Linked DNA regions of Macaca mulatta: region 2 is linked to region 1. Evidence: chromatin contacts called from public Hi-C data. All regions are on one chromosome and are shown on one strand. Each heading gives the region's core, a stretch centred on a gene start, on an enhancer-like site or on the middle of the called end of the contact. The rest is flanking DNA. Distances are from core to core; before and after follow the strand shown. Region 1 holds the start of RGS16 (regulator of G protein signaling 16). Region 2 holds the start of RGS8 (regulator of G protein signaling 8).

What was found. Hi-C and Micro-C count contacts between places; a contact is called where the count stands out from the background.
Region 2: a contact with region 1 is called in a Hi-C map of liver, with 3 times the contacts expected there. The contact joins the promoter of RGS8 here to the promoter of RGS16 in region 1. A contact is called at or near these places in 3 of 14 Hi-C or Micro-C datasets (CD4 T cells, fetal cortex germinal zone and liver).

Annotation. Positions count from the first base shown.
Region 1 is chr1:40,067,782-40,071,325 of T2T-MMU8v2.0, reverse strand. It overlaps RGS16 (regulator of G protein signaling 16), which reads left to right and starts at 2,097. Exons shown (of 5, transcript XM_001114540.5): 1 at 2,097-2,208; 2 at 3,090-3,200. The coding sequence starts at 2,165. LOC144340694 (a long non-coding RNA gene) reads right to left here and starts at 1,961. Exons shown (of 3, transcript XR_013416942.1): 1 at 1,673-1,961.
Region 2 is chr1:40,137,090-40,140,794 of T2T-MMU8v2.0, reverse strand. It overlaps RGS8 (regulator of G protein signaling 8), which reads left to right and starts at 1,684. Exons shown (of 6, transcript XM_015122299.3): 1 at 1,684-1,836; 2 at 2,924-2,997. The coding sequence starts at 1,831.

The sequences.
Region 1 (3,544 bases), core at 848-3,347:
ACTCACTATTTTTCCTTATTGCTAGCAATCCCAGTATCCCTATTAAGTAAAACTGAAAGCTATTATAACATTTTATTGAGTGCTGACTACATGTTGAGCACTGTCATATAAGCACCTTATTTGCGGATGCTGTGCTGTGCCACCCAGATCACGTCTTGGGGACTGTGGCCATCATTTCCCAGGGTGTTAGTCTCTCTCCAGGAATAGATCGACAAAGGGCACTGCCTTAAGATTAGGCGGTCTTCTTGGGCAGCTGTATGCAATGAATGGTCTTTATGGGGTTACCAGGGCCTTGTCCTCTTGCTTCAGTGGACAGTTCCAAAGGGCCAGCTGAGCTTCAGGGCATTCCCTGGAACCAGCTGGGGTCTCTGTTGAAATGGCATGGCCTTCAACTCCTCCCTCTGCCCAGACCTGCTTCCTTTACTCCCTCTTAATTCTGATAACTCTCCCCAGTAAACCTCCTGCATGCAAGTGTCGACCTGAGTCTGGTTCCTAGGAACTCAAACTAAGAATTAATTTCTTTAGTTCTCACAACCACCTTATGAAATAAGTTGTTCTCTTCGTAGAGACAAGGAAATGGGGGCATAGAAAGGTTAAGCAGTTTGCCTAGTCTCCCATCAGTAACTGGCAGAGCCAGTTAACAGTTAACGGGGCCTTCCTGCAGCTGGGTCTTCAGCAGGTCACCTGGCAGAGCCATGACTTGAAACCTGAAAATCTAACTCTAGACCCTGTACTCTTAACCTCACATGCAGCCTCTTAATAGCACTCCCAATACCTTTGTGGGAAGGTGAGGAGAGAGGCAGGGTATTTATTACCTTTATCTCAGAGATAGACACTAAGGTAGCAACTACCTAAACCCAGGATCGTCCACAGGTATAGCTGTGACTGGATTACTAACCTTTGCGGGTGTGTGTGGGGCAGGGGAGAGGGGGGAGCGGGGGAGAGGGGGGAGCGGGGGAGAGGGGGGAGCGGGGAGGGTGCAATGGAAAAAGAATGGTAAATTCACATTTGAATTTTGGAGCCAACACCTACTAGCTGCACATCTTTGAGCAAGTTATTTAATATGAGTCTTAGTTATGTGACTGGCACATAGTAGGTGTTCAATAAAATACTCATCCCTATCCCATTTGTCTGTCATCTCCAACTGTGATCTTGAGCAAGTTTATTTAGCTTTCTGATTCTCGGTTTCTTCAACTATAAAATGGAGATGATGATGAAGAAGAAGATCTTACTTAGCCCCATGTCCATCGGGGTAGGAGCCTCGTAAAGGGTACTTATCAGTATAATTAGAAACTGTTGGCCGGGCGCGGTGGCTCAAGCCTGTAATCCCAGCACTTTGGGAGGCCGAGACGGGCGGATCACGAGGTCAGGAGATCGAGACCATCCTGGCTAACACGGTGAAACCCCATCTCTACTAAAAAATATAAAAAACTAGCCGGGCGAGGTGGCGGGCGCCTGTAGTCCCAGCTACTCGGGAGACTGAGGCAGGAGAATGGCGTGAACCCGGGAGGCGGAGCTTACAGTGAGCTGAGATCCGGCCACTGCACTCCAGCCTGGGCGACAGAGCGAGACTCCGTCTCAAAAAAAAAAAAAAAAAAAAAAAAAAGAAACTGTTTTGCCAGGTTTGCACCCTGTGCGCCTGTCCTTCAGGACCCAGCAGGCTCAGACTTACCTGCGATCAAAGCCCTGTGTGCCTCTCAGACCCACCAGCCCCGTGGAATCTCTTGCAACACGACACCGCTGCGTGAGTTTTCTGTTGTTACTAGAGGTCAGCAGGTATTTTTCCCTAGGAAACTGGGTGTGCACGTCTCATCCCCGTGCCAATTCTCTTGCCGCTTCTCCTTCCACACGCGGCGTCCTCCGGAGGGAGGGTGCAGCTCCGCGTGCTCCAGCTGCGGCGAAAGTTGCGCCCGGCCCAGTCTGGCTGTGGGCCCCGCCTCCGCCTTCTCAGTGTCCAGCCCCGCCCTCCGATTGGTCAGCAGTGCCCAGCCCCGTTCCTCCGAGGGGATTAAAGCAGCGGCCGCGAAGTCTGGGTGCTTGCAGGCTGCTAAAGCCAACCCCAGTTGATTAGCACCTGCTACCGCGCTTTGCTTCCTAGCGCTCGCGGAGCCTCCTGGAGCCTGCCACCATCCTGCCGGCTACGTGCTGCCCCGCGCCCGCAGCCATGTGCCGTACCCTGGCCGCCTTCCCCACCACCTGCCTGGAGAGGTAAGGGGAGCTTGTCCAACTGCTTGCGGGAAGTCCCACCAACTCTTAGGGAGTGGAGCGGCAGGCCTGGGGACCTGGGTGGGCGCGGGGATGGGGCGCTGGAGGCTTAAGTAGAGAGGTAGAGGCGAACCTGATGCCACGTGCTTAGATTCCAGGAGCAGGGAGAAAGCAAGGGGAAGGGAAGCAAGGGCCCGCTGCTTGCTGCCATCCCCATCCTCTGACAAACTGCAGTCGTGCTCAGGTGACCTGCTGAAGACCTGGCTGCAGGAAGGCCACGTTGACATTTCCAGGCAGAACTGAGCCTGCCTATTGCTTAAGCACTTGTTTTTCATTCCTCAGACCAGAGCTAGGGGCATTGCCTCCTCTGCCCCTGGAAGGCAGGGAGATTTTTTTTTTTTTTTTTTTTTTTTTGTGGGGTGTGGTGGGGCAGGGGGATCCCACTGTTGAGGGTGTGTCCATATTCCAGAGAGCAACTCAACAGCTTCCAGTCGTTACTGGCTGGGAAGGAAAACGTAAAGATGAAGGCAGGAATCAGTTTCCCACAGTTCAGAAATACTCCTGAAAAGAATGCTGAGTTCTTTTCTGAATCAACAGGCACGAAGAGAGATCAGTGTGACTTTAGGGAAAAGCCCATATATGAGCGTGTGTATTACCCAGAAAGTGTAAGGTCTACCACGGCATAGCTCAAACATTGCTTTTGTTGCTTTGGGGTTGATGATACTGATAAGCACAATTTGGGTCCTGGGAACAGCCAAGAGTTTCCAGGAACTCTTGAGGCTAAACTTTGGGTGGCACCACCCAGAGCTCTTCTGGGACACATAAACCTCTCCACACTGGCTGAGCAAATGAGAATCCTTTCATGTTCCTGATTTGTTTTTCAGAGCCAAAGAGTTCAAGACACGTCTGGGGATCTTTCTTCACAAATCAGAGCTGGGCTGTGATACTGGGAGTAGTGGCAAGTTCGAGTGGGGCAGTAAACACGGCAAAGAGAAGTAAGTGTTGCTGACCAGCTCAGGGCTCCGAGAGGGAAGGGAGCGGGAAGGAGGGAAATATAAGGAGAAGCCAGGACACACTAAGTGGATCTTGGCAACGCCTCCCTAGAGATTTTAGTGAGACTTGTTGCTGGTCTGTTATGACTACTTGGCTCATGGGTGAGTGGGTAGGTGGCTCCAGGGCTCCAAGTCTATCCACGGATGAGGGCACACAGGGCATGAATGCCTAGTTAACCAGACTCTCCCACCTGGGGTTTCATTGCACATGCATCCAGGGCTAGGACAGAGTCCAAGGCCACTTGAGGTTTTTATTAATGACTCTAGCATGCACCTTGCCTAGAAAC
Region 2 (3,705 bases), core at 435-2,934, 70 kb before region 1:
ATGCTAGAATGCTTAACTTTAGGTTCAGCTTAATTCTCCTTGAAATTATGCACTGGCCTCTTTGGAAGATTATGCTGGTGTCCTCTTGGGAGAGGGGCCTGCGCTAGGTCTGTGCTTCTCAAACTGTGGTCCTCTGTGATTACTCCTTGGCATTTAGGAGTGTTTTGGTTAGAAAAAAAAAGAAAGTTTGGACTAGTTTTAATGTTCTGTTTCCTTGTATTATTCATGTCCACACACTTTTTTTCCTTCTGCTCTTTATATTCCTGTTACTTCTTTTACATTTTTCTTGTTTACTATAGCTCTTTTTAAACATTGGACTTATTGACTTCCTATGACTATATTATTTCTCCAAAGGCTAATTGAAGATTCTGATGCCTGGTTAATATTGATTAGTTTCCACTTGTGACTCAGGCCCATTTGCAGCCCTGCTCTCTTTCCTCGGGGCCTTTACCCCCTGGATAGTGGCCTGGGCAGTAAGAGATTTGGAGGAGACCTTTGTTCTACTGTTTTAGTGCTGGTAGGAAGTGTCCTATGATGGCACTACGTTTGTGTTAAAGTGAGGAGCAGAGCAGAGGCTGGAAGCATCAGGTTTGGTGCTAGATACTAGCTCTGCCACTTTTAAATGACATGTCTCTGTTTCTCCATCTGTAAAAGAGGGGTGATAAAGGTGTTGGCTTTGTAAATTTGTTCTGAAAATTAAATCGATAACTCAAAGCAATGTTTGGCATAGTGTCTGGCACATACTAACTGCTCATTAAACATTAGCTATGTGGATTCACCTTATTCTAGAAACATATCTTGAATTAGGGGAGTGCTTATCAATGGGCTTTTATTCATCAGTTTATCTGTGTACCAGTTTCTTATGGTGCAGTGTACCAAGAAAATGTCCAGAAATGAAGGGTTCTCTTTCTGCTGAAGTTCTAAACCCCAATTAGCAACAGGGTTCAAGAAAGGGGTAATAAGAAATGAGAAACTTTTCTTTTGCCTCTCATTTTATAACACAAAGTTCCCTTTCTTTAATAGAGGGGCACTGTGGACGATATCAGAAAGAGACAATGAGTCACTGTGGAGGCAGCATCAGAATGTTTATTTCATCTTATCATCAGGCAGTGAGTAGTTGCGGCAGAATCATTTCACTGAGAGAATTCAGGTTATGCACCAATAGATCTGCCCAGAAAGACTGGGTCCTGGTATGATATAGTAGAAAGAGCTCTGCTGTTAGAGTCATAAAGCTTAATTTCTGGTTCTTGTGCCTCCTCTGGCACGTTGCGTCACTTTGATAAAGGTACATCACCTTTTCTGGCCTCGGTTTTTTCATCTGTAACATGGGAATAATAATACTACCCTCTGTGACGATGGCATAGGATTGTTGAGTGACAATACATGAAAATGCTTTATACATTTAAAAAGGATGAAAAAATGGAATTCATTTCCATTATTATAAAGCCATCACTTTCTGTTGAGATTTCTGCTGCCTTCTGGGTTTCAGAAATGGTTTGCAGCTAAGGCTATGTGTCTTTAGAGCTAGTTCCTGAAAGGGAGTATAGACTCAGCCTTAGGGACCTAGAGCATAATGAGAAGACAAGCTTTCTCCCAGGGCAGCGGTTTGCAAACTTTAGCATGCATCAGAGTCACCTGGAAGGCTGATTACTGTCCCCAGAGTTTCTGATTCTGTAGGTCTAGGGGTGGGGCCTGAACATTTGCATTTCTGATACTTCTCAGGTGATGCTGACGCTGCTGGTCCAGGGACCATGCTTGGAGACCCACTACACTAGGGCAAGCAGGAAGAGAGTCCTCCTTCTGGAACTGAAGAAGGCAGTGTGAAGACCCATGTGGGTAAGGAGGTTTGGAAGAAAAAAAAAATGGAAAAGACAGAAAAATAGGGATCATGTGCAGATCGGGCAGAACAAAGGAAAAAGTCTCACTCCATAACAAATGCAAGTAGGGGGAAGTTGCTAGGTGATGGATGAGGGAGAGAGGTGAGTTTCTACTGTAGGAAAAACCAGGTGAGAGGCAGGAGCATAGAGTTGGAAATATGCATGTTTGGGAAGGCAGAGGAGGTGGAAATTTCTCATTAAGAAGTGGGGAGTGGTGTGGTTGGTGCTGGTTAGGGTGGGAGTGGAGATGAGCTGGGGGAGAAATGCCTCTGTAGAGTAAGGGGCACAGCTGAGATGTGGCAGAGAGGGCGATTTCAGGGCTGTGTGGTTTGGCTTGGTAGTGCAGCACAATAGAAATTTGGAGAAAGGGGGTGGAATTTAGATGTGTGACCTGCCCTGTAGCTTTCTTGCTCTCTGCATTTATCACATCACATCACACCCAGCAAGACAGCCCCCCTCCTCCTGACTCATTAGGAGATTTGATTTGGAGTGGCTCCTGCTGTCAGCAGCTGTCTGGGGCAAGATCTTTACGCTCTCCACTGCCAGTGCAGCAGCCAACCTTCAGCCAGCAGCAGGGCTCATTAGAAGAGGGCCCCCTGGACACTTGATTTTCAGCTCACTGGTGACTGGAAAGAGTTAATACCTATTCTTTGCTGCCCCCCGCACAGCCTCTGGGTGCAGAGGGAGGCAGCTGTGGGCTGTGGGGACTTCTCCCTGAGCTGCAACCAGAGGAGCTTCAGGTTAGTGAGGCTGAGCTCGGCTCAGGGGCACCTTCTGCATCCTGCCAATGAGGATGGGCGTGCAGACCGTGCCCGGGAGCTGAGCCACCGCCCGCTGGGTGTAGGCTGCTTCAGTATTTACTGGATGTGACAAGCAGAGAGAAGAGCTTTCAGCGGGGCCGCTTGCTGCCTGGCTCAAGTGGTGGGAGGTGTGTTGTGCATGCCTGTGTGTGTATATGTGTGTGTGCGCGCCTATGTGTTCATGCACACATGCCCTTCACTCGCCGAGGATTTGACTGCTAAAAGAAAGATCTACTTTTTCCCCAGAGCGCCTTAACCCGCAGCCTCTCTGACCACCCAGTTGGCAAAGACCCTCAGGCCATGAGGACTGGCCAAAGACAGTGAGTATTGCCTTTGCTTTTCTCTTTCTTCTCCGGGATGTCTGTGTGCACCGATTGCATTATCCATATTTAATTAACTTGCCTCTTCATGCATATTGATTGCTTTCTTCCCGCAGAGGCTCTAGTTTCTCTCCCCCTCTTTATAAATCTTTGCTCTTTGCTTTTAACCTTTGTTTTTTCTTGAGTATCCCCTCTTCCCATTATGTCTCGTCCTGTCTGCCCCAGACGCACCTGTGACTTGATGCCCATCTATGAGGGCACATGCACTGTGCGGGCAATCACACCATTGAACTTCCTGGGCTTTGGGTAACTTCTAACTCTCAGAAGTCCAGGGCCAAATGGGATAAAAGCCCTGAGGTGCTGGGATGGGCAAGGCAGCTGGGTCAGAGTGTCCTGCTGATTCTTATTTACTGGCATCTGTGGCTGAGCGCATCAAATGGGTAGTGGAGGGTCTGAGCAGCAATTCGGGCTGTGCTGGATTTGAAGGATTTGAAGGAGAGAGACAGGCATCTGAACAGCATGGGCAAGCTAGTGTGGGCTGGCAGTGGGATGGGAAGAGAGACAAGGTGGGGACAGAAGGCTGGGTGAACCCCTGCCCCAAATGACCTTGCCTGCAATGTAGGTGGGTAGTCGTCTCTGGTTCCACTTGGCTCTAGGATAATAAAGGTCCCTGCATGGATTTCCCCTTCCCCTGAGGCCATATCCCAC